6 separate regions of the Mus musculus genome follow, and all the other regions are linked to region 5. A link is a contact called in public ChIA-PET, HiChIP or PLAC-seq and promoter capture Hi-C data. All regions are on one chromosome and are shown on one strand. The core of a region is the stretch at or near the end of the contact, and the rest is flanking DNA. Distances in the headings are between cores, read along the strand shown.

Region 1 (4,695 bases), core at 1,075-3,574, 270 kb after region 5:
TCTTTCTGCCTTCAGCTTAGGACTCTTCTAAACCAGGAAGTTCTCTGCATATACGTCAACTTCCCTACAGAGAACTATGGGGCCCTAGGGGTTCCACCACACTTGAGGTTGCAGGGCTTGATACTTGGTTATCATAAGAGACAATGGCCATAGTGATTGTGGATTTACCTGAGATAAAAAAACAAAACAGGGCAAGTACCTTTCTCAAAGGGTCGTGGGTAAAACCTAACTAGATGATCTTCGTAAAGCGCTTAGAACAACAGACTGACGAACAGAAAACTCAGAGGCATTTGTTGAATACAAATGAACAAACAATGGACCCGTGTGCACACCCATAGGGTGCACACGTGCACGCACACACATGCATTAGACAGCTGTGCTTCCCTCGGAGTCATGTGCGGATGCAGAGCTTCAATCACATGTGAACTCGAGTACACACAACCCTACGGACTGACTCAGATGCCCATAAAGCCTTGTGCCGATAAACATTCAGGCACACACTGAGGAAGGATATTGTACCCAACAGCCACATGCACATATATGTGTACACACACAGAAGTCACTGAGGGAAGTTCAGCAAATAGCTCTCTCCCCCGTGTCCGGAGCACCTCCTGAACAGTCTCTGGCTTTGATTGTCCTTTGCTGGACTAGAATCGAGGCTATGGGCACAGGAGGAGGACATCAAACTGCTAGGGTGTCAGGCAAATGTTTCTCTCGTGCTCTCTGTTCACAGATGGGCAACTGAGGTGTGCAGAAAGAGAGTCGAAGGTCACACAGCTGTAGGCTGAGCTGGGGGAGCCCCACAGCTCCTGTGTCCTCGAATGTGAGACACATGCACATATATGTGTACACACACAGAAGTCACTGAGGAAAGTTCAGCAAATAGCTCTCTCCCCCGTGTCCGGAGCACCTCCGGACTGTCCTATGAAGGAAGCTACTTGCTCTGTCTCTCTAGACCTTGGTCAGGGGTGGAGTACGGGGTGGGGGGCAACAAGACCTCAAAGTCAGGCACAAAAACTGATTCAAGAATAGGTTAGGCACTTGGGATGGGACCACTAAGGGAATGAGAGGACAGAAAATCTCCCCTCTCTGAGAAATGGCTAACAGACCCTAGCCCAAGATGAGGTCGAGTTCCAGCTTTCTAGTTGTCTTCTGTTCTGAGTCTCTTTCCGCTGGGGTCCAGAGCTCTCATCCTAACCCCTTTCTTTGTCTGTCTGGCCCTCTCCACTAGTCTGTTTCTTGGTATTCACCCTCAGACCACGCACAGTACCCCCCAAAGATCAGCACACTCATGTCCCACAGCACATATCTTCTGCAAGGTGTGCTATGAGATCAGTGTCTTTTGGAAGACCTCTGTACCACACCCACCTCCCTGGGCAAACCGATTTCCACTTTGGGTAAAGCGGTCCCATTCATGCATACATCTGTGCATCTGTAGGATCCAGAGAACTGAGGAGGGCTCTAAATCCTACCCTCAAGTCTAAGTGATTTCTGACTTCTTGCACACAGCTTTGAGCACCGGGTGCAAACAAAACTTGCAAAAACGGAGCTCCCCCCGCCCCCAGCGCAGTGTGTGATACTCCACACCCAGAACCCGCTGAATCGCACAGTTACCACTGAAAAAGATACATACGACCAGAGCCATATGCTCACAGAAGCATGGTGTAGGGGAACTCCAACCACAGGTTTCCAGACCCAGGACCCCAAGCCAAGTCTTCAGAAGTGGGGAAACTTCAGGCATCTGGAACCTACGGTAAGACACCCCAAACAGAGCAGACACCAGGGTTCCTGGTTCATGGCTGGGGGGGTGGGGGCTCGGAGGTCCCATCCCAAAGTTCAGACTATAAGGAGAGCCCAAGAATTTGTGCCTACACTCGTCCCAGGAACCCCAAAGCAATTCCAGGAGTCCTGTGTTGGAGTGTGGACGGAGAGAGACTTACCAGCGCATATGCGGAGCTGAGCACTGGGCAGCAGAGAAGGAGCGCCAGGCTGGGTGCGATCCGGGCGGTCCCCATCGCCACCGCCTAGGGCCGCGTCCCTCGGGGCAGCCGCCGCCGGCCCTGGTGATGGTTGGAGGGTGCAGAGCTGCGTCAGGCCGGGCCGCCCCGCCCACGCCCCGGCCTAGGGGACCCCGGCGTCCGGGCGGCCGGAGGCCCCGGAGCCCGACGCGGGGCCCATTCGCCGAGGGCGAGCGAGAGAACGAACCGGCGCAATGGAGAGAGGGAGGGCGGAGGGAGGGAGGCAGCCTGAGGCCGGGCGGGCGGCGGGCGGGCGCCGAGCGCTGCTGAGCGGCCTGTCTGCCTCGGAGCGGAGAAATCACATCCATATGGCTGGGCCCCCCGCCCCCGGCCCGCCCCCCGCTCCCCTCCCGCGCCGCCTTTTCTTTCTTTCTTTCTCTCTGTCTTTTTTCTCCCCCCTCTTTGGGGGAACTGGGAGCCGTGGCTTCGCTCCACGCCCAGTGGGGGAGGGGCGGGGGAGGGGTCGGGGTCGCGGTCTGCGGGGGGCGACCAGGCTGTTATTTTTAGCTCCGCGGCAGTGGGCAACAGGGGAGTCGGGGCGGGGCAGGGGGCGCGTTTTGAGTTGCGCGGGGCGTGCAACTAGGGGATGCCATCCTGACTTTTGCAACCACACTGAGCCCTTCGGCGTTTCTGCCGCCAGCTCCCGGCTCTCCCGCGGCATCGTGGCCGGCTCCCCGTCTCAGTCTGGACCCCCGTGACCTTGTTGCTCACCCCCTGCACCCCATTTCCCATCTTCCGAACCCGCGCTGCGTGCGCCCGAGCGGCACGGGCGTTTCTGCTGCCCCGACGCTGAGGCTGCCTGTCTGCTTGTCAGTCGGTCCTTTGCTACCGTCCACCCACCACCCACCCTCCCCGCGCTCCCCGGCTTTGGCCTCTGCTATTCCAACGGCCCCAAGCTCGGTTTCGGTCACTCCCTCGCTCCCCCCTCCCCTCCTCTACGAAAACATTTGCAAGTTTCCAAAAAAGCCACCGAACTGAGCGGCAGCGGGGCTGGCGACTCCACAGGGCTCCGAGGAGGCGCCGCAGACTGACACGGAGACGGGGCAGCCGGGCCCGCCCTGGCCGGGCCCCGAGTCCCCTCCTGCCCGACTCCGGCCTCCCGCGCCCCGCGCGCCCGACCCCCCACCCCCATCCCCCAAGCCCCGACTTACTCCGAGCTCGCCGCCGCGGCCCCCGCCTTGCCATGAATGTCGGGGCCCCCCCGACAGCCTCCCCAAGCCAGCGCCCCGTCCGCAGCCCCGGGGGGACTTCATGGAGCTCTCGGGATCCCCCCCTGGCCTGCCTGGCCTCCAGAGCCCCCCGCCCGGCCGCTGCTCCGAGACGCCGCCCGCCTTGCGCGTCCCTCGCCTCGGCGTCTGCTGCTCCCCTCCCCCCACGGCCCGGAGCCTCTTCCCCCCCCCCTCCGCGCCCTCCCCGGGCCTCCTCCGCCCCTGCCCCCGCCACTGCCTCTCAGGCGGGTGTGTGCAGGACAGAGCCGAGCCCGCTGTCCCCCATCCCGGGACATCTCTCCAGAGACCCTGCCCCGGGTCTTTCAGCAGAAGGATAAGTGTTGCGGGGACGCAGTCTAGGGAGCTCTGACATCGGGACCTGAGAACCGTGGCTGGGACGTTGTCTCGCTTTTGCTTTATTCTTTCCTTTGGGAAAGCACAGACCACCCACCCACTACCCCGATCTTCCGGCCCTTGCTGATGAGCGGGCGGCCACACGAGAGGAGCCACTGGGGAAGCCTCCTGGTATTTCTCGCGCCGTGGGCCGCGGCGCTGCCCGTGTACCCATGGGGTTCCTGGTCTGGCTATGTGGGGACCCTGGGGAAGCTGCTCCGCCTCCAGCTAGAACCAGGCTATGCAGCCAACGCCCTCGAGTCCTGCCCCGCCCTAGACTGGTCCTTCATCCCCTGTCCCACTCCTAGTCCTGGGGTCTAGCGGATCGGAGACTCTGGTGGTGCTCCTTGGTCTGGACCTTCGTTGGACTCCCGGTTTAGAGGGGTTCCTTTTCCATTCCAGGTATTTTAAGATGTCTCAACCTATTCAGCTGCTTTCTAGGCATCCCTGGTTCTTCGATCTAGCCCCAATTCGGGCAATTCGAGACTACAAGACTCGGGTTCAGCTAGGACACCTATTCTTGTTCTTCACCTCCCTCCATCATGTTATCCTCCAAATGCTGGTGGCTGTCTTGAGACTCTTGACTTGGGGAAAGTGAGAGAGATGGGAGCTCGTGATGGGAATGGAGTTTATGGACTCCACGCTGGACACCAGAGTTCTAGACTTTGGACTTCCAAGCCTACCATCTCCCTGAGCATCAGGTATCAGAGAAAGTCGAGAATGCTTAAACAGAGAGCTAACGGAAGGCCTGTTGAAGGAAGCCATTTTAAGCGTGGTGACCTGAAAATACCACCAGGTTAAATGGCATCCTTGCTTGGTCACTTACCAATTGTGTGTCCTGCCCACTAGGACTCTCCCGGTATCCTGGTCTCAGTCTTCTCATCTGTAAAATAGGGGAGATGTCCACTTGACTCAAGGGTCCTTGAGGGTTTGTGCAAACCCATGCATTCCAGGGGTTTGTCACAAAATTTTATGCAAATGAGCTCAGCGTCCCCCATCTCTCCACTTCAAGGATGGCCCCACACCTCAGTGACAATGGGTCCTGAGGTCTGCTTTGTCTTCCTCAAACATTTCTT
Region 2 (4,421 bases), core at 1,271-3,770, 360 kb before region 5:
TTTAAAGTCTCTGGATCCTCTCTTGTCAACAAAGTTTCATATACCACAGTCTTTTCCTGTCTTCATCTCAAAAAATATGAGATTCAAGATATCAAATCATTTCATTTTATCGTGTTCTAGAACATTTCACAGAGATCCAAAAGAAACGTGCTTCTCTTATAATGTGGTAATGTTTTTAAAAAAATATTTGATTCAATCAAATATAATTTATAGAGATACATAAAATTCTAATAAGTCAAAATTTCTTGTGAGGAAACACAACTTCTAGTAGATTGCTTACAGGATGTCTTCAAGCCAGTAACAATGAACGCTATTCCTAAGGGGGCTACATGCTTTATGGTGTGGAAGAGCAAAACGCACACCGTGGCTCTATGAGCAGGGCTAAGTCACCTTACCTTATAAAAGCAGGGAGGGGCTCTGATTTTGCAGGCTTTTAAACTGGAGCTGAATTCTCTCCTTGCTATTCCTCATCACGAGGCTGGGCCTCCTGGAAAATAACAAGGTAAGGTCACTGGACTGGCAACCTTCACTCAGAGGCAAAACTATACCAATCATAGACATCAATGTACTAACTTTAAAAAGGTTTAACACAATAGCCTCACTCAAGAGGCCCCTGACCAGTTCTAGACCCACCAAATGTGAACTGTGCCACAGAGCATCCCTAAGAAAATGTTAAGAATCGCTTCTCGGCCTTTTGGCTAAGATCAAGTGAAGGAAATGTTAAGAACATTTTCTCCAAGCTCAGAGCAAAAGCCCCTTTGCTTTTCTAATCCCATAATGGCTATAATACCAATCTATCTAAAATGATACTTCCAGACTGGGAAAATTATACCCTCAAAATTCTCAAAAACATTTTTACAGTTTACAAAGAACGCCCATAGACTTGACCTCATGTAATCCCTGAAGCTAGCCTATGAAGAACATTCTCTCCCGGAGAAAGAAACTGAAGCACAGATATCTAATTTACCCAGGATCCCATAGCATCAGGACCGAATGAACTCTGACCCCATGGTTTACACGTTTCTATTACACGACTTTTCTTACATATCAACCTGTATTCTGCATATATCATGTTCATTTTTTGAAAGAATAAGTGGGGTCCAAAACTGGATAAAACTTTTTGGACTATAGCTTCATAAATTAAAATATTGAAAAGTTTGATCTTTGGGTGTCAGGTGGGGTACACCTACATAGAAACTTTGTCAAAGAATATATAAATGTAGAAGTAAAAAGCATTATCATAAATCTAAATAATAATATATAATAAAATCAGGAAAGAGTTCTCCTGCCTGGAAATGTCAGACTCTGAGATTTAAGTATAAATTATAAGATGTAGTCAAGAGGTGCATGGCACATGGCGCTGGGGTCACTGCATTCCAAGAAACCGTTGCAAGGAAAATCATTAGAAAAGGTGTAATTTTACTCTGGCCAGTAGGTTGCATCCAAAAACAAGTTGAGACCTTGCAGCTGGACGGCAGCAGTTTATTTGCTACCATGCATGGCGAACACCCATGAACTGGGGGTTGTAAGGTGAACAGTCTCTGCATTGGAAAGCCGCAATTAAAAGACCAATATTGCTTACACAAGGACTATCTAGAAAGCACATAGACGCTGTACTCTTGGCTTGAGGATTCTGAAGACCCCTGGGAACTCCACTTCACTGCAAACAAAGGACCCACCATGCATTAGGTCTTCCCCTGCAAAATGGGACAAGTCACTACCAGCAAACAAAGAACACCTCACCCCTTAGCCTCCCCCACTGACAAGGTCGGTGCAAAAGGAGGCAAACCAGAAGAGTCAAAAATGCACCAAGGCCTCCCTTTAGAGGAACGGTCCTGACCCGCACAGTGGGAGGAGGGGCAGACAAAGGTCTCGGGCACTCCGGAGACTTCCTCCGGGCCCAGCCTGGGGAAAACCGAGCATCCCCTGAGGCGAAGGCGTCGTCGAGCCAATGAAGCCGCCTCTCTCGGCCTCCGCTGAGCCCCTGGCAGTGAGGCCCGCCCCGGCGGACCGGTCTGGCCCCCGCCCCGCCCCGGCTCCATGGCAACGGCAGGCCGAGGCCTGGCTGCCCACGGCTCGGCCCGGCCGGCTTCCCGGGCAGGCCTAGGATGCCCGGCCTGCTCCTCGGGCTCGCCAGCTCCTCCTTCCCACTCTCTGCCAGGCCGCTAGCCGGACTCGGGACCCCTCCTCGCGCCGACCACCCCCGACCGTGTCAGGCTGCTTCAAGGGGCGCGAAAGGGTAGAATAAAAAGCCCAATTCACCTGTTGTTACAGATGTGAAACAAGCCTCGGTGCACGGCGCATGAGCCGCGGGCCCCCCCAACTACGGCCGGACTACAACTCCCACCAGCGACGGCGCGGTCTCTTCCGGGTCCCGAGGCGGAAGTCCCACCTGCGGCCCCGGCTCTGTTCGGCCTGGCTCTCTGTGCGGGCTGCCGCTGCCTTGGGGCTCGCGATGGGTTCGGCTGCCTAGGTTGTCTCTAGTGTTCCTCAGCCCACAGCGCGAGACAGTCAGTCTGCGCCTGCACCCGGGCACTGGCTGGAGGGAGCGCGGCTGTAGCCCCAGACACAGGCGGGACTTCCGGCGGAGCGGCCGGGGACGCGCGTGGCCTGTGCCGTGGGAGCCGGCGAGAGCCGGCGGGAGCTGGGGACGGGTGACCATCTCAGGCTCATCTCTCCATCCCCAGCCGCAGCTCTGTGTCCGTCGCGCCTTTTCTCTCCTGCGTCTCCCCTTGGTCTTCTGCACTTTTAGGGAGGTGAGCGATTTTGCCTCACAGAGACATAAACCAGGCAAAGGACAGGGTAGCGCTTGCTGCTGGCTTCGGGGGGTTGTGGTGAGGGACGACTGCGAGTCTAGGCCACATCGACACTCAGGAGCGAGGGGAGGGGGTTTGCCTGTTTGTCCTCTGAACAGAGTGAAGCATGGGTTCAATGAAATCCGCCGTCGATAAAGGAAACTCAGTGGCGTTGGGCAGTAGTTCACAGCTGGGAAGACAATATTTGAGGATGTGCCCTTTCGTGATATTTGGAGAACTAATACAATAGCTCGTAATTTAAAACAGACGAAGAAAATTCTATGTGCATGTGTGTGGTACCAAGTGACATGGCATCAGATCCTTGGAAGCTGGAGTTACAGGCTGTTGTCGGCCAGCTGTTATCTTAGGTTTTTTATTGCTGAGGTAAAAATACCACTTCTCACCTTATAGGTGACAACCTGCCACTGAGTAATGTCATATCAGGAATGGAAACAAAAGACATGGAGGAACCCTTGCTTACTGCCTCATGGCTGATACAACAGCCCCAGAATTTACTATCTCCCCAGGGGAGGCACCCTCCCAAAACCTCCACCCTGCCTAAAAGCCAGATTGGTGGGGGCAGTTTCTCAATTGTGGTTCTCTCTACCCAAATGACTATAGCTTGTGTCAAATCAACCAAAACACACACAACAACAAAACTACTAATCAGGCAAGTGTTCATAACCACTGAACCATATCTCCAGTCCGTTTTCCTATGCTATTTTTTGTGCAGCCATTTAAATGTATTGTTAGCTGTGTGCCACAGCACAGGTGACTTCAGCTGGTCCGAAGCTGGAGCAAGACAACTGGGAATTAGAAGCCAACCAGGATTGCATAGCAAGAAATGCTTCTAAACCTAGCATTCTGGAGACAGAGACATGCAGATCTCTGATCTGAAGAGTTCCAGGCCAGTCAGCGCAACATAGACCCTGTTTCAAATGAAGACGGAAAGAAAAGGAAGGAAGGAAAGTATACTAGTTGCTATTTTCCTGCTAGATTGCACAGAAGGCTAGGAGAAATGAAGGAGGTGAAACAAAGAATTGCTTCTTGAAAACAAAACATAGAAATCCCTGCAGTGCCCAACATGTTTGGTACATACTTGGAATCCCTATAGAAACAGGATCTTCAAGGCAAGCTTCATATAGACCAGTTTGAGTTATCCAAGACTGGATCTCGAACAGGCAAACAAATCCTTGTGCTGGTAATTTGAGAGACTGCTATTTATAGGCAGGTATGTAGACAATATGACCCTAGCCTCAGGAAGCCTAGTATCCTAGTAGAAAAGAGGAAAAGGGGGAGCCAAAGGAAAGAGATAAATACTAGAAAGGTGTGACGTGCTAGGGACACAAGAGAAGGCTTGCCCACTGCTGAGTGCTAAGAGTGTTGGTCGAGAAGTATGTCCTGAGACTACAATGGCTCACTATGGCCAACAGATTAAATAAATGTGTAGGCTTTTACAGAAAATAGATCAAAGTTTCTGAGTGTAGTACTGTGTGGATTAACCCCCATTTGCTACAAGTCTGAAGCCAGCCTGGGCTCCATTGAAAGACTGTCCCCACAATGAAGTAGAAAGTGGGTGCTGGAGAGATGGTTCAGCACTTAAGAGCACTTGCTCTTCTAGAAGAC
Region 3 (4,775 bases), core at 1,399-3,898, 470 kb after region 5:
AGGATGGAGGGTAATCTGGAAGTATGTCCAATAGGTGCAGAGCCTGGGTTAAATCACATGAACAACAATGGCAACAAAAGTTGTTGGTCAAAAAAATAAAATAAAATAAAAATCAAAACCTCAGCTAGATTTGGTAGTGAACTTGGGAGGCAGAAGAATCAGGAGTTCAAGCTCAACCTTGACTGTGTTGTGAGTTCCTAGGCAGGCTGGGGTACAAGGTCCTTAAAGTGCACACATGCAGGCTGGTGAGATGGCTCAGTGGTTAAGAGCACTGACGGCTCTTCCGAAGGTCCTGAGTTCAAATCCCAGCAACCATATGGTGGCTCACACCATCTGTAACGAAATCTGACGCCCTCTTCTGGAGTGTCTGAAGACAGCTACAATGTACTTACATATAATAAAATAAGTAAATCTTTAAAAAAAAAGTGCACACATGCCCATATGTGGAGGGGTGGGGGGACAGCCTGGACTTGGTGACATCCAGTTTCAAAAACCTGAAACCCAACCATACAGGGGTGGCTTGCGCCTTTAAGTGAATCTGAGTCCAAGGACACCCTGGTCTACAAAGTGAGTTCCAAGGCAACCAGGGCTACACAGAGAAACCCTGTCTGGAAGCCTCCTTCCTCCCCAGGGGGAAAAAACAAAACAAAACGCCTGAACCCCAAACAAAAGAAAACTCACCAGCAACGGGTCCAAATTCAAACGCACTGGAAATGGCCACAAGCAAAACCACACTGGGAGAAGAAGATTGGACATCAGTTAGCAAAACCAAGCGTTCAGCGCAAGGGCACAGGCCACGAAGGAGACCGTGAACAGCGCCACCGCGCTGTCTCCAGTAACAAAACCGGACAGAAGTTCCCTCTCTTAAAAAGCCACATGTTGGAGCTGCTGGAGAGATGGCTCAGAGGTTAGAGCACCCTCTGCTATTCCAGAGGCCCAGAGTTCAATTCTTCCTGGTGGCTCATATCCATCTAAAATGAGATCTGGTGCCCTCTTCTGGGCCGCATGCACAAATGCAGGCAGAACGCTGTATACATAATAAATAAATCTTTAAAAATAACCACATGTAGAGTGACTGTGTGATTGTAGAGTTGGAAGGCTGCGCACTAGCAGCCCTAAGTGTCCTGGGGCTATGTTTAACGACCCAGTGGCGGCTGTTTATCATGAACCTCTCTCTCTCTCTCTCTCTCTCTCTCTATGACTTAGTATCCTTTTGACAGTCACATAAAGACCTCGGGGATGAAGCAGTGTAAGCAGATCACAGCTCCAGAAAAAACTGAGGCTGGAGCCCTACCCGATGTCTTCACTGATACAGCTAATGTTTGCATCATTTACACGTACACAGTTAACGTCTACAAGTCACATTTATACTTTCTTTTGTTCTGTGACTACCAAGGAGCTCATATAAGCTCTTCCATGTTCATTTAGGGCAATATGAATCCTTGTTCCCAAGCCACGGCCACGCTCGGAATAAACTCTTACTCTTCGGAACAAGGGCTGTGTTTTGAATTAACTGTTTAAAACAAGTCCCCAGCATCCAATATTTCATCATGAATATTCCTTAGGCCCCACCCTTACACACACAATTTTAAAGTTATAAAATTAAAAAGCTAAAACATTCTATTCTGCATAAGCGGCATATTTTTCCACGGTGCATTGTTTGCATATATAAATTCTTTTTTTGCATATATAAATTCTTAAATGGCTGTATGGGTTGGAGAAGACTTGCCAACCACACGCAAGCGCTGGTCCGACGCCCGGCTCCACGGGGAAAAAAAACTTGTCCTGTCACTTGAAATGGTTCCAAGTTCAATTGGTTTGTTATTCCTAATGTTTCTAAGTATTGAATTTATCTCTCCCATTAACGTGTAGAGGCAGTCTTGATTAGGCTGTAAGATTAATATTATGTATGCAAGAGAAGGAAAGCATTATTTCTCTGGCAGTCACCGACATGACTGATGGGACGAGCCCAGAGGGTGCTTTACAACCTGAGTCGGATGCCCAGAACCCAAATGATCGATCGGACTCCAGTGAGTCATCGTCTAACCTCCACTCGAGTATATGCGAGCGAGTGCCCGCGCGCGCGCGCGCACACACACACACACACACACACACACACACAAAGGCAATATAAAAAATTGACATTTTAAGAAGCCGATGGCAAAGCAGTATCTAACTATAAAGTTCCAGGTTCTTCAGGAAAAGCAGCAATGTTACTGACAAGGTTCAAGCAAGACAAAAATCAGAGCGTCATAGAACGTGATTTTCCGAAGTGGCTATCTCCAGCAACCAAAAAGTCAAGGTTAGCTCATACCTGGATGAGAAGTACCCCATCTTCGACGGCTCGTAAAAACGTTGGAGGAAAAGACAAGAAACACAATATTAGCAGATGGCTTTAGTTCATAAAGCCATTCTCGAAACACCCAAAGGCTAATTTCACAAAATGAAAACAGTAGATTAAAAAGAAAGATATGCCAAATGAGAGAGGCCCCCGTCCTGGAGAGTCTGTGGGAAGTTAGCAGCCAAGATCTCCGTGTAGACCGGCAGGGGATGGGGCCTCTTCTTCCTATAAACGGTTTGTGATTGAGGACTTCGGAGGAATATACCTCCCTTAAAAGAAACTTAAGGTGTTGAGTAGGACCCTCAGGTGGGCGGGGAGACGGGGCCCCACGCCCATTACGGGGCCCCACGCCCATTACTAGGCCAGGAAGCTCCGAGGGAAGTGAACTAGTTTGGTTTTTATGTAAATTCTCTATAGTCTGGTTATATGTAAATTTTCTATAGGTAAAGGGAGTTGAAGAGTTTAGTTATTCTACCAAGGTGTTCAAACACGAAAGTAATTAGGAAAGTCTAAACACCATACAGGCATTTGAAACTTCATTATCAAAATTTGTTGTTTTGTTTGTTTTTCAAGAATAGTTTCCCTAGGTAGACCAGGCTGGCCTCGAACCCAAGAGATCTTCTGCCTGCCCCTAAGGGATTAAAGGCGTGCTCCACCACCTCCAGGGTAACTGCCAAATTTTAACTCTGCATTTGCGTTCGTCGTTACTCCCAGTAGAGCCGGGTGCTGGAGGCCTTGAAGATGCGCTGACGGCTGGCGAGGACTTGTTTGGGTGTGGGGGAAGGTCAATGTCGGGAGGGATTTGAGTCTGGGTTTGGGCTAGAGGTTTTGCCTGCAGCGTCTGAATTGCAAGCCCTGGCCCAGAGCCTGCGGGTGGGCGCTGGGGCGAGCGGCTGCCTGAAGCTTAAAAATCAGTGGCCTCACAAGCACTATTGGAAGTCACTTGATTCTTCCGGGTCCTCAACTCAGTGCTAAGCTGCGGGTTACTGGCTTCGGTTTCTTGTGGGCGGATGGGGAGGGCCTTGACTTGCGAGTGGGGTTGTACCTCTCTGTTGCTAGGTGCTCGTCTGTGGCTGAGCCCGCTGAGAAACACATCCCTGAGTGATACATTTTGATATATATCTCACATTATTATATAGATCACAAAAGCTGGACCTGGTGGCAAAGGCCCGTAGTTCTAGGACTTGGGGAGGTGGAGATCGGAGGATTGAAGTGAGTTAGAGGTCAGCCTGGCCTTCAGTGAGTTTAAAGCCAGCCGGCGCTTACAGGGCAAGACCACTTTTCCTTTCTTCCTTGCTTTCTTTTGAGGGTCTCAAGATCAGGCTGGCGTGAAACTCGGCGACCTTTGTGCTGCCGTTTCACCAAATTCCGAGATTACAAGCACGTATCACCAAGCACAGCTAAGACCCAAGATCAAAATGACAAAACACAAAACCCTCCCTCACCTTCGCCCCTGGCTTCTATGGTGATTTACTTCCGTTTTAGTCGAGAGTGAAGACCCCGACAGGCCTGGGAATTCTGTACACGCCCAGTCTCTCTACTCCCCCCCACCCCCATCCCCTGTCACTCTGAGTTTCCAGCCACTTTTCCAGTTCCTGAAACCCTAGGGGGTGAGGGGCAATTGGTGGTGGTGGTGGGGGGGGGGAATCTGCTATTTCCGAGAAGGCTGGGCCTCCTTCATTAACAAGCTAATGGCTGATTTCACTGAGACCTTGACAAACAGAACCCTAGTCTGAATACACTAGTTCCCTGTAGGGATCAGAAAGACCAGATTCCTGCATTGAGACTGGAGGAGTGGAGAAGGGATTAGGAGGGCGACACCTTTTGTTTCTGTGTGGCTTATGTTTTCTACCAATGTAGACTAAAGGAATTATTTTATCCTGGCGGGACACACTTCTACAGTGTCTGCCTTTCCATGATCACTTGGGGATACTTGAGGGTGTGTCCTGGTAAATAACTGAGCCCTGAAATTGCTTGCTTACTCTGTGAATGCTTCCACAATGTTTTCCCAGAATCCCACCCCTGAACCTTCGTGTGTACTGAGCCCCTCTCTCAGGACTTGTCCACACTGGCTGCAGCAAACATCTGTAGCTTGGCGTCTGCTGACTCCTGATGTGAGAAATTCGTATTTGGTTGTTTGGATTTGCATGTTTCGCTGTGTTACTGGTATCTGTATTCAGTTTCCTAAGCCCTAGCTGGAGGGTCTGACTGTGCCCTAGAACTGGCTTCTTTGGTCCTTTGCTCTGGAAAGTCCTTCCGGGCACCTTTCCTCCCAAAGCTGGCTTCCAGCTGTGGCCTTGAACTGGAAAGCGCAGAGAGATAACGACTGCTCCACCCCAGAGTTGATCTTTACTAACACTGGATTGTAAACTGCTTATTTTTTTGTCTTTCACCCCACTCCCCCTGGTTCCCAATGGGAGGTCTAAGCCTGCTC
Region 4 (4,836 bases), core at 465-2,964, 440 kb after region 5:
TTTCTGACTGAGGTTTTCCGTGTGTAAATATATATGTATGCATGTGTGTTTGGGGTCGGGGGTCTTGCGTGCGCAGGTGCACTCGGAGGCCAGAAATCAATGTCGGGTGTCTTACTTTCTAGTACCTTACCTTATTTTTAAATTTAAAAAATATGTATGAATATTTTGTCTGCATGCATGTCCGTGTCCCACGTGCATGCCTGGTGTCTCAGAGACCAAAAGAGGGAATTGGATCCCCTGGAACCAGAACTACAGACAGTTGTGAGCCACATGTGGGTGCTGGGAATTGAGCCCCCCAGAAGATCCCTCTCTTTCAGAGCCGGCTTTCCAGCCCCTACTTTATTTCTTGATACAAGGATCTTTCACTAAACTGGAGTTGGCCAATTCAGTGAGACTGGCTAACCAGAAGATTCTAGTGATCTTCCTGCCTGCCTTCCTCCCCAGCACAGGGGCTGTGGGCCGGCACTGCTGTACGTGAATTTTTTTTTCTTCCTCCTTCCCTTTCTCCCTCTTGCTCCGCTCCCCCCACCCCCTCCAGCCCGAGTGGCAAATGGTTTACCACTTCACCAGTTACCAAAAGTGAGCCATTTCCTCCTACGTCCGTTTTGTAGCCGCCTTTTTCCTTCTTCCTTCCTTCCTATCTCCCTCCTCCCCTCCCACCTTCTTCCTTTCCTTCCCTCTTTCCTTTTTTTAAACAGTTTAATGTTACCCAGACTTGCCTCTGAGCCATCTCCAGTGCATCCATTGTACAGCTTAAGACTTTTTTTTTTTTTTTTTTTTTTTTTTTTGTTTTGTTTTGTTTTTCGAGACAGGGTTTCTCTGTGTAGCCCTGGCTGTCCTGGAACTCACTCTGTAGACCAGGCTGGCCTTGAACTCAGAAATCCCCCTGCCTCTGCCTCCCAAGTGCTGGGATTAAAGGCATGCCCTGCTTAAGACTTATTTTTATTATTTCAAATAATCTGTGTACATCATTCCTGTGCACGAGGACGCGCGCGCGCGCGCGTGTGTGTGTGTGTGTGTGTGTGTGTGTAAATGCAGATACTCAAAGACACCAGAGGTGTTGGATCCCTGGAGCCAGAGTTACAGTTGTGAACATCCACATGGCAGCTAACAACAGTCTGTAATTCCAGTTCAGAGGCTCCAATACCTTCTCCTGGCCCCCAGGACTCTGCACGCACATGCTGCACAGGCATACAGGCATACAGGCAAGACATCACAAGAAACATAAACCTTTTTGAAATGTGTTAAGACAGACATGTGCTGCGTACTTTCTCAGGGCGCTCCTTCCTAGGCGGTGCTCCTCGGACTCTCTGTAGCACGCCTGCTTCCCGATCTCCCTCTCCCAGAACCGCTTGAGCTCATGGCAGCTGTTCCTGCAGAAGACCTCTCGACGGACATACTGATTGTTCATCCCCTGAAAAGACAAGGAGACATTGAAGCCCTTGCAAGCGTGAGCCTTGGATTCTGCAGGATACAGGATCCATTTGAATACAGTTTTCTTATGACCCTGGCCAGCCACAAAGCCGGAGGCACCTGGCCTCCTGAGAACATCCCTTGTCAACACATGGTAAGAACTGAAGACAGATGGTTCAAGCATGGAGAGTGGAGTGAACCTGGACAGGAGTGCCGTGAACACCCGCCTGGAGGAAAATTCTGTCATTCTCCTTTACTGGAAGGGGAACCACTCCTTAGCAGTAAGCTCAGGTGTGTGCACTGTGGGTTTGGGACACCCACGTGAACTAGGCAGTGACTCACTGAGCGGTGACAGAAACCACTTGTATCATCTCAAATGATAACCTGACAAGCTCCGAACTTCTGAAAGGTTTGAGCCTTCTGCTCAAGGGATGTGTGACACGGAGTGATCACAGGGTTTGATACAACAAACACCTAGCTGTTTTCGGTCTGTATGCACACACATGGGCACCCCATTCATGCTAGATGGCCCTCATTTTCACTTTAAGGAAAAAAAAGAGAGAAAGAGACAGGGTCTCTGGGCTGGTGAGATGGCTCAGGGGTTAAGAGCACCGACTGCTCTTCCAAAGGTCCTGAGTTCAAATCCCAGCAACCACATGGTGGCTCACAACCATCTGTAATGAGATCTGACGCCCTCTTCTGGTGTGTCTAAGACAGCTACAGTATACTTACATATGGTAAATAAATAAATATTAAAAAAAGAGAGAGAGACAGGGTCTCACTGTGTGGCTCTGGGTGGCCTGGAATTTACTGTGTAGCTCATGCTGTCCTCAAATTCATAAAGATCCACTCAATTTTGTCTCTGCAATGCTAGGGGGGAGAGAAAGAGAGATGAGAGAGAGACAGAGAGAGACAGAGAGAGAGAGAGAATGGGGAGTGTGTTCAAAGCTAGTCTGGGTTACATGAAGAGTACCAGTCCAGTTAGGGCTGCATGAAAAGACCCTATCTGAACTAAGAAAGGTCAGCACCTGCTCCAAAGAGGCGTGCACAGGAGACGCCAATCTGGAGGGAAAGTCGTGGCTCAAGGGACGTAAGAAGGTCTGCCCATATGTGTGTGAATGAAATCAATGATGCCCAGACCATCTCTGCAAGGCATGCTGGGGCGTAGACTACAGGTGAGAGTGGGTCTGGGGGAGTGGCGACCAAGCTGCCTAAGGTAGCCTGGGATCTACTGTGGCCAGAGTAGGAGAGACGGACGGATGGACGGATGGATGGATGGATGGACGGACGGATGCTGCAGTGTGCACTGATTCTCAAATGATCCAGAGAGTGGTCAGCCCCAGGGGTATCAATGAAGACCCCCCTGCTGTGCCTTGGGCCTGTGTACCCCTGGGGAAAGCCAGAGGGGAGAACCTGGAGAGCAAGGCCAGCAGTACTGATGGAGATGAGGGTGTGACAACTGAGTGCTGATGTCACAGCAGGGAGTGTTGAAGGGCCACCAGGACTCCTAAAAATCTGGCCCATAATTCTGTCATGGTCAGTGGCCATGAGAGTTGGGTGGGGTCTAAGGAGAGCTTGAAAACAGACGTTCTTTCCAGACCTCTGTCTTCACTGAGCCCATGTCCCCGGCTTGTTAGAACAATTCTCTGAGGGCTGAAAAAATGGCTCAGTTGTCAAGAACTGTTCTTCCAGAGGATCCCATCCCATTTCCCAGCACGCATGCTGGGCAGCTCACAACTGCCTGTAACTCCAGCTCCATCCTCTTCTGGTCCCCAAATACATCCGCACTCAAGTGCACACAAACATTCCCTCCCACAGACACCAATTAAAAACTTTAAAAAAATCTTGCCAGCAGGTGGTTGTTGCACACCTTTAATCCCAGCACTTGGGAGGCAGAGGCAGGGGGATTTCTGAGTTTGAGACCAGCCTGGTCTACAAAGTCAGTTCCAGGATAGCCAGGGCTATACAAAGAAAACCTGTCTCAGAAAACAAACAAACAAACAAACAAACAAAGTTTTGAATACATTTACAAGCTGAATATCTTATCCAACATGCTTGAGACCAGAAATAGTTAAAGATTTTTTTAAATACTTACATACGCATAATAGAATGTTTTCCCCACTTTAAACATGAAACTCATTTGTGTTTGGTGCACGCCCCACACACATGGCAGGGATGCAGTTTTAGACATCGTTTTTAGAGAATTTCATGCATGAAACAGCTTCACGATGTGGGATCTTCCACTGTGGCAGTGTGTCAGCACTCAAAAAGATCCAAAGTTTGATTTTTATTTATTTATTTTTTTTAGTATAGAATACAGTTTATTTAGGGTGGGGAGGGGAGTAGCAGGGGCAGAGAAAGGCAGAGAAAAGGAGAGAATAGAGAAGTAGAGGCTGGCTGTGACTACGTGGGGTGGGAGTGGAGGAATGGAGAGAGAGGGAGGGAGCAAGGGGGCAAGAGGCAAGGGGAAGAAGCAGGAGTAAGAGCTGAAAAAAAATTATTTTAAAAGACAGAGTCTATGGCCCAGGCTAAGCTGGAACTCCCTACATAGCTGAGAGTAACCTTGAACTTCTGATTCTCTCCTTCCTACCTCTTGGGTATTAGGATTACAGATATGCACTGCAATCCTGACTTGGGTTTGTTTTGTTTTGTTTTGTTTTGTTTTGTTTTGTTTTGTGATAAACATCTTACTATATTGCCTTGGCTAGTCTCGAACTTCTGGACCCACTCAGCATTCCTAGGGTTAGGACGAGAGATAGCCTCAGACCTCAGACTTTCTGACTGTTCTCTGGTGGGGGATCATCAAAGCTGGGGGAATATAACTGACATCTCAGGATAGAGTCCATTTTCTTTGTTTGTACACAGTGCTGTCTGGTTTCCTGGGTCTGTGACTGACTCTCATTATGCCTGGTCTGCTCACCGCCATGTAATGCTTTGGTGGCAGGGCAACCACTGTTTCTAGGTTAAGCAATGTCACCCAACAGCCTACACCCAGAGGAGCATCAGGGAAGCCCTTTCGTCCCTCTGTCCTTGAAAGGCTGTCACATACCCAGAGGTATTCCATATGTGTATGAAGAAATAGAAAAACCCCAGGCAGTGGGATGGCTCAGAGTATAAAGCACTTGCCACCAGTCCTGAGTTGGATTCCTTAGCCCAGCATGGCAGAAAGGGAGAACTGACTCCCTCCTGCCTGTTGTCTTCTGCTTTCAGGGTCATGCTGGGGTGTGTGCCACACCCCTGAAAATCATTTTTACTAGTGCACTCTATTTTCATCTCCCTCAACTCCTTAATCTGTTTTCGTTGTCAGTGTCACTAGGCCCACAACTAGAGCAGTTGCTGTCGGTAACTTTGAAGCTTCAAGAAAACCAGGGGTGGGTGGGAGAGATGGCTCCACCTCTCAGAGCAGTGGCTGCTCTTGCAGAG
Region 5 (5,116 bases), core at 2,253-4,752:
ATTTAAGGAATTTAAGTTTTGTCAGCTATGAAGTGGCAGAGCCAGGATTCAGATCCAGGCAGAGCCTGTGCCATATTGCCTCTCAGATCATAAGATCAGCAACATTCCCAAGAAAAACCCAGCACAGAGAGATTACAAACGCCAGCAAATGCGTACAAGATGAAAAGCAGACAAGTTATGTCTGACTTCAATGGAGAATTCTGAGCATTCCAGAGGTCAGCACCTGCAGAACCACCTCCAACTCCAAGCACCAGCAACACTCCACTCCTCTGTGTGTGTGTCACCAGGAGGGGCCCAGAACAGGCAATACTCGTCCTCTCTACCAGGCAAGCAACTGCTGTCACTGCCCTAACAAAAAACAGGTGGTTACCTTCTCAACAGGTTGAGCTCCCTGACTCCCGGCTTGGGGAACTAGCGCATTACTGACCTCAAAGGAGATTCATTGACTCTGAATACATCCTGAGAGGACAAGTCCTTTATTTTATAGCTATGGTTCTCACAATGCAGTCCTAGAGGAAGACAGCATCACTGGTGAACTCGACGGGGCTCATGCCAGACCTATGAATCAGAAATCCCAGGGTGAGCGATACGAACAAGGCCACCAGGTGAGTCTCATATCTGCTGAAGTTTGCAAACAACTACTCTAATTGGGGTGGGGTGGGGTGGGGGGGAGCTAGTTATTAAACCGCTAACCAATTCTTTAGAATCTGCTTATTTGAAAAACAGTCTGGACTCATGGGAAGGTGGAGAAAAGAGTAAATTATGAGAAACCAAGACAGATTTTGCAGAGAAGCTCTTGTGAGTAGTGACTGTAGCATTGGTGTACTAGGCCTTTCGATGGCTCCTAGCACCAGAATTCTCCTGAGGCTCTATAGAAGGGGGTTTTGGAACCAGTGAAATAAATGTTGTCTACAGTCTAGCTCCGGTCTATGCTTTTACACAGGTCCTTATGACTCTGACCTGACACAAGCAAAGTAACTGAGACTTGCACTCTCAGTCGGAAAGACGTTTGAATGATACAATTGTTCCTTTGCCTGAATGGAAAAGATTTTCGTGGGGAAAAAAAAAATCATACAAGCAATTTCTGCTGTAAGTTTGGTAGATTCAGCATTTATGTTGAACGCAGAGGCAAATGTATGGCTTTAGGGAAGTAAGTATCTGTGACCACACTCCATCTATCTACCACACAGCTTTCCTTACTGGCTCACCTCTTACAGCCCGAATCTTTAAAAACAAACACTTTTCTTTTTCTGCCGTCTCTTTGTGTGTGTGTGAGAGAGAGAAAGAGAGAGAGAGAGAGAGAGAGAGAGAGAGAGAGAGAGAGAGAGAGAGAGAGCGTGCAGGTGCCACAGCACACCTACGGAGGGCAGAGGGCCATTTTCAGGGGTCAGTTCTCACTTCCACTATGTGGGTCCCAGGGATGCAACTCAAGTCATCAGGCTTGGCAGCGAGTCCCTTTCCCCACTCAGCTTGTCACCAGCACACAGCCTAAATCCTAGCGAAAAACTTCTTTCTTATTACTGCCTTTCAGCAGCCTCTACATCCCAAAGGTCGGTGCCACAGTTAAATCAGTCTGCTTCCAAATCTCTACTGGCCTTGCCATCTTCTGCCTCCTCTAATCCATCTTATTTTTTCTTAATCCTCTTGGTTTCCCTATCTTATCTGAGACGATCTGCCCCTTCTCAGACCATTTCACTACTCTAATTAGAGATCCATTTCTTTCAGGATTGATGAAAAAGTTAACATAGGTGCTATACAAAGAATACCAAATATCTAATCCTCACTAATGGTGAGATTTAAGAATCGTCTTTAAGCCGGACAATGGTGGCGCACACCTTTGATCCCAGCACTTGGGAAGCAGAAGTAGGCAGATTTCTTAGTTCCAGGCCAGCCTGGTCTACAAAGTGAGTTCCAGGACAGCCAGGGCTACACAGAGAAACCCTGTCTCAAACAAACAAACAAACAAACAAACATTAAACACAAAAAAAAAACCCCACAAACAAACAAAAAAGAATCATCTTTAAACTGAGTGGTGATGGCTCACATCCTGACTTGAAAAACCAAAAACAAAGAACAAAAATTATTTTCACATTTCGAAATTTAAACTTAAAGAGATTAAGTAATGTGCCCATGGTTACAGCTAGTGTGTTCTTTCTCCAAAGCCACCCTCAGTTTGTTTTGCTTTTTAAAGTGCCAAACCATTAACCATTCAACTTTTTTTTTTTTTTTTTTTTTTTTTGAGACAGGGTTTCTCATAGACCTGGCTGTCCTAGAACTCACTCTGTAGACCAGGCTGGTCATGAGGTCTGCTTGCCTCTGCCTCCCAAGTGCTGGGATTAAAAGAGTGCTCCACCACTGCCCAGGAGCCACCCTATTCATTCCTACCAGTCTGACTCGAATACATGGAGAAGCAATGCTTCCTTAACTCAGTAGAAGATAAAGTCTAAGAGGTGTCTGTGTCTTTCTGTTGTTTTGAAACAGGAAGAGGGAGTGTCACACCGAGACAGTAAGAGCCTTCCAGGCAAGGTCCAACAGGAAAAACCACAGGCAGGCAGTATCCCCACCTGGAGGGATCTACCTGGCTCAGCAGGGCACCAAGGTGCAGCCCTGCACGACTCAAAGCACAGGGGGCACTGGCCCTTGACACCAGACCAGAATGCTGGATGGGAACAGGTGGCAAAAATATCCCTCTCCCCAAACAGTCCTTTAGCCTGGCCTCCAGGACCTTTTAAGGTGGTGACAGTAGATTGTTTTCCAGCATGGAAGAGAGTAGCCCACATCAAAAGATTTCCAGATCCGATTCTAAAAGCGCCAAGGGCAAGCAATGACTCCTGAAGAGAAGGCTTAGCATTTACAACAGCACAGCCAACTTCAAGGAGCCCAAAGAAATGACTTTAGGACAAGATAGGATGTCTTAGTGGTACCCATCGGAATGTGGAGTCAGCCACCGCCCCTTCCTCCATGGTCTGCCTGTAAGAACATTTTCTCTTTTCTGTATGACAGAAAAGGAGGCGGATACCCCAATGTCTCCTGCTCTTAGGGCGTCAGAGGCACACCTCTCAATCTTTCCTTCCAATGGCTGAACGGCTGTCCCCTTTACTCTCCCAACTTGGCCTCATTTCCCCCTCTGCGCTTGGCACCGCTCTCTACTACTCTGTTCCCCTCTAACCTTTCTCCACCCACAGTCGGCTGGACCACTCTTCCCCTGTCCACCACCCTTTTCTTCCCGCTCAGTCCCTTTCCCCTCAGCCAGCCACCGCCCAGACCATGGTACCTTTAGCGTCACGTCGCATAGCTTGCCCTGCCGCCGGATCTCCTCCATGACGCCGTAGCCGCGACTAGGCAACTCCGACACGGAGAAATGCACCAAGTCCTCCAGCTCCTCCGCGCCGTCCTCCACCATCTTCCCCGGCCGCCGCAACTGCGCAGGCCTGGCCAGCAGGCTTCACACTAACCAGGGCGGGGCAAGGGCTCACGCTGAAGGCTGCCCAGAACGCGAAGCCGGAATCTCACTGGCCTGCGCGGCCACCGTACCCACAAAGTCCTCGACACCGGAAGTCTCGCTGCCCCGCTTCCTGGTTTATACATAGCCTTTTTCCCCCCGTAACTCAAACTCAGGCTTCGCATATACAGCTACTCTAAGCCTTCCAGGTTAATTGACTCCATCTCTGTCTTCTTTGTTCAGCTCTGACTTTCCCTGTATCTTTAACGGAGAAATGTGGGCTTAAATTCCGCCACCACCCTACACTACTTCCGTAATCCCTGCAGGCTTCCTGTTGCCATGGCGACTGTGTACACAGCCAGTCGGCTAGCTGTCCTGGTTGCGAACAGAGCTCCCTCAAGTTGCTGCAGTTCTAGCGGTCGCTCTACCCGAGCGCCACTGCCCCGCGAGGTGAGCAGTGGTCACGAGCCGGTGGCGTTAGGTAAAAGGGAAACCTGGTGGGGATATCCTCCCAGCTGCTGTCAGTGGCTGGGTTCCTAACTCCTTTGGTTCTTTTATTTGTGAAAAAAAAAAAAAAATCGGAGACACCCCTGGAGATGCTCCTTTCAACCTGGTCGCAGCTTAGGGGAGCTAGGAGTTTCTGATGTTCCTTAGTCCCACGAGTCTCCACTGAGGTCCCACGACTTGCCTTAGACGGAGAGGGCGTGAGTTTGAGTGTCAGAGATCATTAAGACACGGTGTCATCACTTAGAGCCTTCTAACTACCGAAGAGGAAAACCCTCTAGAGGGGCACAGGAATGGGACCAAGGCAATCTGTCACACACATTTTAGAAAAGCATTCCACACACTGGGTGAGAAATAGGAGAGTGGCCAGTTTTGCCTGGGTGCAAACTTTGGGTTCATCTCATGCTGAGATGCAGTAGGACCCAGTGTTGTGGGTTTAAAGGGTGTTTGTTTCTTAGTCTTTATCCCTGATCGAGGTAAGAGCATGGTAGGTATGAACGCCTAGTGCCTATGAGTAATCCCATTGACTTCTTGTCAAGCCTTCGTGGGTGTTAATGTATATCCTGCTCATTCCCAAGCCCAAAACAAATGGAGAAACACTGACTCTCTCAGCACAGAGGTCTCCTGGTGGCTCGTCAGAGTCACTTTATTATGTGAAGTATGTAAGGACTGTGTTCAGATTTCTGGGAGTATTCCATCCTGAGGGGGAAAAAACACTACCTAATGGGAGGGTATCTTGAGACTGAGCATGGCTTCTTGTACTGGGAAATGAAGTATCCTCCCCAGAACGCTGCAAGTTCAGGGATTAGAGTAGTGTGGGAGGGGAGTGACATATCACATACCTTGGCACTCTCTCAGTAGTGGCTGAAGATGGTGGACCCACCTATGGAGATTCAGTCACCCTCTGACTTCCAGCCATGAGTATCACCATCAACTACCATTTCTTGAGCACCTGGTGTGTGCTGGGCGCTGTTCTGGACCTTGTGGGGGGCATCACAAGAGGTAAACGGCACGACCCTTATCCTCAAGCAGCTTGTAATTTGACTTGGGAGCTGAAGCCCACATAAATGAAGCGGCATAAGAACGGTAGCAAGCAGTACCTCAGTAAGTGCGAAATGGCATGTGCTTCCTTCCGCGGCACTGTTGGCTAGTGGGCTCCCGAGAGGAGTA
Region 6 (4,663 bases), core at 1,602-4,101, 300 kb after region 5:
TGTCCTAGCACGTACACCAGGAGGGGGAGACAAAGGCTTATGGAGGTGTTACTGAGGTTCTCTGTAGACCAAAGAAGGGTAAACAAGGGGACAGGTTATAAGATAGCCTGGTGACTGGACCCGCAGCAATGGGTAAGCTCACACGCACCCTTTGGCAGAAGGTCCCATCGCTGGGCCCCAGTTGACCAGGTGGACTAGACTGGAAACACTGGGAACTTTTGAGGGACCCCTTTTAGACGCTGAGCTTTGGGTTGGAGGTAGTTAGGGGAGGCGACAGCTGCTTTGAAATGTGCAGAATAATAAAGCAAGGAATGTCTGAGCTCAGGGGAAAAAAATAACCCGCCCCACTGGGCCTCCCACCAGGCTGGGTGTAATGAATTAAGCACAGGGAGGCACGTTTCATGTAGGGGTGTGAGCTGGAGGAGGCAAGAAGGCGCCTAATGAGAAACAGGGTGGAGATGCAGAAAGCTGGGGTTCTGGGCCATCTGAGCAGACCCCCTGGGACCGCCTTGTCTTGACAAGGCTTCCTCTTCATTTCCCTTGGTCTGCACTTATGGAGTTGGGTGTTGTTTTGACCCCATGCTAACATCTGACCCTGAGCTGTGACTTTATGCTGTACAGACCCTCAAAAGGCCAGAGAGGGCCTAACTCTTCCATGTTCATCCAGCAACCTACATTGAGCTCCAACTGGATGCCTCATCTGTATGGGAGCCAACGCTGACCCCTACTGGACTGATCCTACAGCTCCACCTCTCCTGAGGTGACCCAGAGCACCCCCCCCCCCCCATTCCAGCCTCCAGTCTCCACAGAGTCCTTTCTTCTGGACAGTTCTTCACATATCCCTCCTACCCACGTTGTGATCCCTAGCCTCAGTTTGCATGTCTTCTGCCTCAGTGTCTTCCCCCCATCCCCCCACGTCCTGGGTTTGCATATCAGCTGTTCTCAGACTCATCTCTGCCTTCCCATTCTACTAGGCTTGGCTGCACGTGACGTGACTTTTTCATGGCACTCCTAACTCTCTAGGAAACTTCAGGTTCCTGCAACAGGGTGTTCACTCTCAGGTCTCCAGTCTTGCTTCTGATTTCATATCTTTTTTCTGACCCCCTTCCCAGGTCTGCATTTTGAAAGGCCTGTCACTGGGCCCCCCAAATCCCAGTTGCTAGGGGCAGAGCTAAGCTGTAAAAAGGGTAAATTCTTGTAAGAAGAGTAGAGAGGACAATGCTGTTCTGGGGTTCTCCAGGATTCTCTCTTCACAGCCCCCCTGTCCCCCGCCCCCAGCTCCAACTGGGGCTCCAAGTTTTAATTTATCTTTTATTTTATTTTTATTATTGTTATCATTTTAAAAGATAGAGTCTCACTGTGTATCCTTGGCTGTCTTGGAACTCACTCTGTAGACCATGCTGGCCTTGAACTCAGAAATCTGCCTGCTTCTGCCTCCCAAGTGCTGGGATTAAAGGTGTGCGCCACCACCACCTGGCTCCACATTATTTTTTAAAATGTCTGGGCAGAGACTTGGAACTGCTAGGATATTCTCTCCATCATCTCCTCTCTCCTACATCCACTTTAATTAAAACCATTTTTTAAAACACATGTTAATTAAAAAGCAAACTTGTTTTGCTAAGTAATTTGGAAGTTCTGGTTATGCAAACCATAGCCATTCCTGATTTTTTTTTTGTTTTTTGTTTTTTTTTTTTAAAAATCCCTCATCCAACTTGTACCAGCGTCTTACGTACTCGAGACCCCTATGTGCACTGTGGCTGGTCACTCCTTTATAGTCTGTGTAGCCCATGGTGAGTCAGAGCAGGGTGGCCCGTGAGTGTCACATGTGGGGACCTGATGGACCAGTGTTGCTAGTGCACATGGAGAAGCTGGGGCCAGTGAGGACGGTGATGGTCAGTTGCGGGGTGAGGAGAGCCCTGGATGCTCACAGGCACCAGCCCAACCCCTCGCTCTCATCCCTCTGTCATGACTTCTGGTCATGAGATTCCTGGAGCCTGACAACCTTCATGTGCTGAGCAGCAACCTCCAGGACCCTCTGCAAGCAGCCCAGACCCCCTTAAGGTACAAGGCTCAGCAACTTTCAATTTAGTGGTTCCTGGTCCCCCGGCAGGGTTAGGGACCTCAGGCGATTACCATTTTGTACTCTGCCTGTTGGCGTCTCCAACTCAGACCCCTAGAACGGGAGTGTTTCCCTTTTGTGTGAGAGAATCCAATTGCAGGTGCGTCATTTCCACGATCCTAGCGTCATATTCTGAAACGCAGAATTTTGGGGGGTTACAGGAAGGCCAGAAGAAGCGGTGAATAAGATTATGTATGAGTCCTGACTGAATATGGAGGTAGGTCCTAGGTAGGCATTGTGGGACACCTCGACTGACCTGGACCTTTTGCCATTCATTCAGGGGCACAGGCTTAAGGCTGGTAATTGAATTAGATAATCTATCTTTTCTATGCTCCTGGCTGCTTTTTCCAATAAAACCAGGAGAAAGTGCTTCTGGGGAGGGGTGCAGCTTATCATATCACGCGCGCGTTGCTTCCTCGGTGAGACACATCCCAGTTTCACACCCCAATGACTCACGGTGGACAGCAGCGACACTTGCTGGTAACTGGCTCTCAAGGCTCTCAGTGTAACGGGGCGAGCGCTAGGGACACAACACTGCAGTTTCTCCCGCTCAACACCCACAGCCCGGGGCAGCCGCTGCAGCGCCGAGCTCCCTGGGCTCTCGGCGCTTCTGTGTGGAGTCCGCTTTGCAGCGGCTGGGAAACCGCAGGCGGGGCCGGCCGGGATGAGCTCACGCCGCCGCCCGCCAAGCAGCGCAGCCCTAACCAGCTCCAGATGCGGCGAGCGCGGGCCTCTGGCGCCCCCTGCAGGGCATCGTGCTCCTGGCCGGCTGTGGCCATGCAATCCGCACCGAGGGCCGGGTGGCATCTCCGCTTTTCATCTAGGCCGGTCGCCTGGCTGCCTTAGTTCCATCCGCTCCGGGTCACGACCCTTAGCTGCCCGGCTGAGTCTCTGGGTGCGGGTGACCGACCCCTCATGTTCACAGGCCGTCCGATCGGATCCTGCAGCTCTCCCCGCGCCTGGCGGTCCCGGTCCTGCCCTGGCCGCTCTTGCTCCTCTTGGCACAAACACCCGGGTTTCTACTGGGAAAGCAGCGGGGGCCTGACCACCGCCTGTTTTTAATAAGCAGCTGGTATTTCCCCGAAATCGCCGGCCCTGGCTGACCTCATGGGGATGACGGCTGGCTGCATGCCAGGGGTTGGGAGCCGGCTCCCGGGTGAGCTCCTGACGCCTGGCTTTTCAGAGACCTTGGCCAGGAGGCGGAGCTCTGGCTACTCATCTGGGCCCTGCTGCCCGCTCATCCAAAAATCTTGTTTGTGTCTGTGTGTAACCTGAGCCAGGAGCCCCTGTTCCTCCGTCTGGGCTCCGCGTTCAAATCCCGCTTTATGTGTGATCCTGGCAAATTGCTTTATCCTCTCGCCAACCACTCCCTCTGCAGCAGGATGGGACTTGTGGGGATTAGAGGGACCAAACGTGGAGAGAGTGGACCTCCAGAATATTCAAGCAGGCAGCAAGAGGGGACCAGAGACAGGCCTAGGAGCATGAGCAGGATGAGGGAGAGAGGAGGGACTTGGGTCGAGATTGTCATCTGCCTGTTAACAGGTAACGGCAACAGGGTGACCCAAATGACCAAGTGCTTAAGCAATGAAAGATCAGCATAAGATACTGTGGGACCCTAAAGGCTAGGGAGAAGGGAGGGCAGGCTTTCTGGAGGAGGGGCACTTAGGCAAGACGGAGAGCAGGGAGAGGAGGGCTGGGAAGAATTGTTAGTTTAGATGAAGGGTCCCCGTCAGGACCAAGGTATACTAGATAGAGATCCAGGGGGACTGTGAAACGCTGTGAGGAATAAGGGAGCGGATCCAGAAGCCTCTCCCGAGAGGGTGGACAAAGTGAGTGAGAGCCAGAACGGGACACCCGGCCAGTGAGGTGAGGAACGAATGGAACGCTGGGCCAGAGAAGGAGCAAAGAGACAGGGTGTGCAGGGCAGCAGGTGTTGGGACTACAGCAATGAGCAAAGCAGACGAGACAACACGCACTACATAGTTTATGGGTGGGTAGGGGACTTATGGTCAAAGGGCAGCTAGTCTACACAGGAGTTTAAGAATTTATAGTCCTTCTGGAGAGGTGGTTGTTGCTCTTCCGGAGGACATGAATTTGGTTCACAGCACCCAAATTGGGTGGCTCACCACCTCCTGTAATGCCAACTCCAGAGTCCTGGCCTCTGAGGGCACTACATGCACGCACACATACATATACACAAATTATATATGAGATAGACACATATATCAGATTGTGTGAAGGACTACAGGGAGAATTAGAGGGGCTAGGGGAATCGGGAGGGAAAGGGTGCGCTTGGACACCGTTTCACTCCTTTTGATATTTTGGGGGGTATGGAATCTTGCTATGGAGACCAGTCTGGGCCCTGAACTCACCATAACTGTTCTGCCTCCAGCCCCTGATCAATGAGATGTGAGCCTGTGCCATCAAGCCTGGCTATGTAAAGACAGGGTCTCCTTCTGTAACCCAGACTAGCCTTAAGGTCCACCTGCCTCAGCCTCCCTAGTATTGGGATGAGCCCCTCAAGGAACACAGATTTTGAGGGTG

The links. Promoter capture Hi-C pulls out the DNA fragments that hold promoters and counts their contacts. ChIA-PET counts read pairs in DNA pulled down with a chosen protein or histone mark. HiChIP or PLAC-seq counts read pairs in DNA pulled down with a chosen protein or histone mark.
Region 1: a promoter capture Hi-C map of embryonic stem cells shows a contact between it and region 5, with 2.2 times the contacts expected there. The contact joins the promoter of Pth1r here to the promoter of Klhl18 in region 5. A contact is called at or near these places in 8 of 39 promoter capture datasets (the 3T3-L1 cell line, cranial neural crest, embryonic stem cells and 3 more), 1 of 484 Hi-C or Micro-C datasets (nephron progenitors), 7 of 115 datasets of contacts at active chromatin or transcription factors (effector CD8 T cells, embryonic stem cells, large pre-B cells and 2 more) and 4 of 9 other capture datasets (adipose tissue, embryonic stem cells, liver and 1 more).
Region 2: a promoter capture Hi-C map of erythroid cells shows a contact between it and region 5, with 5 times the contacts expected there. The contact joins the promoter of Dhx30 here to the promoter of Klhl18 in region 5. A contact is called at or near these places in 1 of 39 promoter capture datasets (erythroid cells), 1 of 115 datasets of contacts at active chromatin or transcription factors (memory CD8 T cells) and 1 of 9 other capture datasets (liver).
Region 3: an RNA polymerase II ChIA-PET map of memory CD8 T cells shows a contact between it and region 5, with 10 read pairs. The contact joins the promoter of Tdgf1 here to the promoter of Klhl18 in region 5. A contact is called at or near these places in 4 of 39 promoter capture datasets (cranial neural crest, frontonasal cranial neural crest, maxillary cranial neural crest and 1 more), 1 of 115 datasets of contacts at active chromatin or transcription factors (memory CD8 T cells) and 1 of 9 other capture datasets (pancreatic islet).
Region 4: a contact with region 5 is called in an RNA polymerase II ChIA-PET map of memory CD8 T cells, with 7 read pairs. The contact joins the promoter of Fam240a here to the promoter of Klhl18 in region 5. A contact is called at or near these places in 3 of 39 promoter capture datasets (cranial neural crest, frontonasal cranial neural crest and maxillary cranial neural crest) and 1 of 115 datasets of contacts at active chromatin or transcription factors (memory CD8 T cells).
Region 6: an H3K4me3 HiChIP or PLAC-seq map of stem cell-derived neural progenitor cells shows a contact between it and region 5, with 5 times the contacts expected there. The contact joins the enhancer-like site here to the promoter of Klhl18 in region 5. A contact is called at or near these places in 6 of 39 promoter capture datasets (cranial neural crest, embryonic stem cells, frontonasal cranial neural crest and 2 more), 2 of 15 datasets of contacts at CTCF or cohesin (embryonic stem cells and pro-B cells), 1 of 484 Hi-C or Micro-C datasets (effector CD8 T cells), 8 of 115 datasets of contacts at active chromatin or transcription factors (acute myeloid leukemia, astrocytes, craniofacial prominence and 5 more) and 3 of 9 other capture datasets (adipose tissue, embryonic stem cells and liver).

The regions. Positions count from the first base shown.
Region 1 is chr9:110,740,286-110,744,980 of GRCm38.p6, forward strand. Pth1r (parathyroid hormone 1 receptor) reads right to left here and starts at 2,325. Exons shown (of 14, transcript NM_001083936.1): 1 at 1,941-2,325. The coding sequence starts at 2,015. Gm35775 (a long non-coding RNA gene) reads right to left here and starts at 1,517. Exons shown (of 2, transcript XR_379891.3): 1 at 1-1,517.
Region 2 is chr9:110,115,096-110,119,516 of GRCm38.p6, forward strand. It overlaps Dhx30 (DEAH (Asp-Glu-Ala-His) box polypeptide 30), which reads right to left and starts at 2,521. Exons shown (of 23, transcript NM_001252682.1): 1 at 2,263-2,521; 2 at 396-487; 3 at 1-66. It also overlaps Gm10615.
Region 3 is chr9:110,943,510-110,948,284 of GRCm38.p6, forward strand. It overlaps Tdgf1 (teratocarcinoma-derived growth factor 1), which reads right to left and starts at 2,649. Exons shown (of 6, transcript NM_011562.2): 1 at 2,315-2,649; 2 at 682-734. The coding sequence starts at 2,334. RefSeq lists a cis regulatory region at 4,342-4,406.
Region 4 is chr9:110,915,184-110,920,019 of GRCm38.p6, forward strand. Fam240a (family with sequence similarity 240 member A) reads right to left here and starts at 1,715. Exons shown (of 3, transcript NM_001195437.2): 1 at 1,614-1,715; 2 at 1,269-1,414. The coding sequence starts at 1,411.
Region 5 is chr9:110,473,192-110,478,307 of GRCm38.p6, forward strand. Klhl18 (kelch-like 18) reads right to left here and starts at 3,503. Exons shown (of 10, transcript NM_177771.5): 1 at 3,275-3,503. The coding sequence starts at 3,403. Kif9 (kinesin family member 9) reads left to right here and starts at 3,803. Exons shown (of 21, transcript NM_001163569.1): 1 at 3,803-3,923.
Region 6 is chr9:110,778,735-110,783,397 of GRCm38.p6, forward strand. No RefSeq gene overlaps it. Among named protein-coding and RNA genes, the nearest start is that of Prss42, 17 kb to the right of the region's middle. Within about 2 kb of position 2,852, at least 201 of the 459 cell types and tissues checked have an H3K27ac peak or open chromatin away from gene starts, as enhancers often do. A contact at or near this core is called in astrocytes, craniofacial prominence, liver and 1 more, where this site is marked.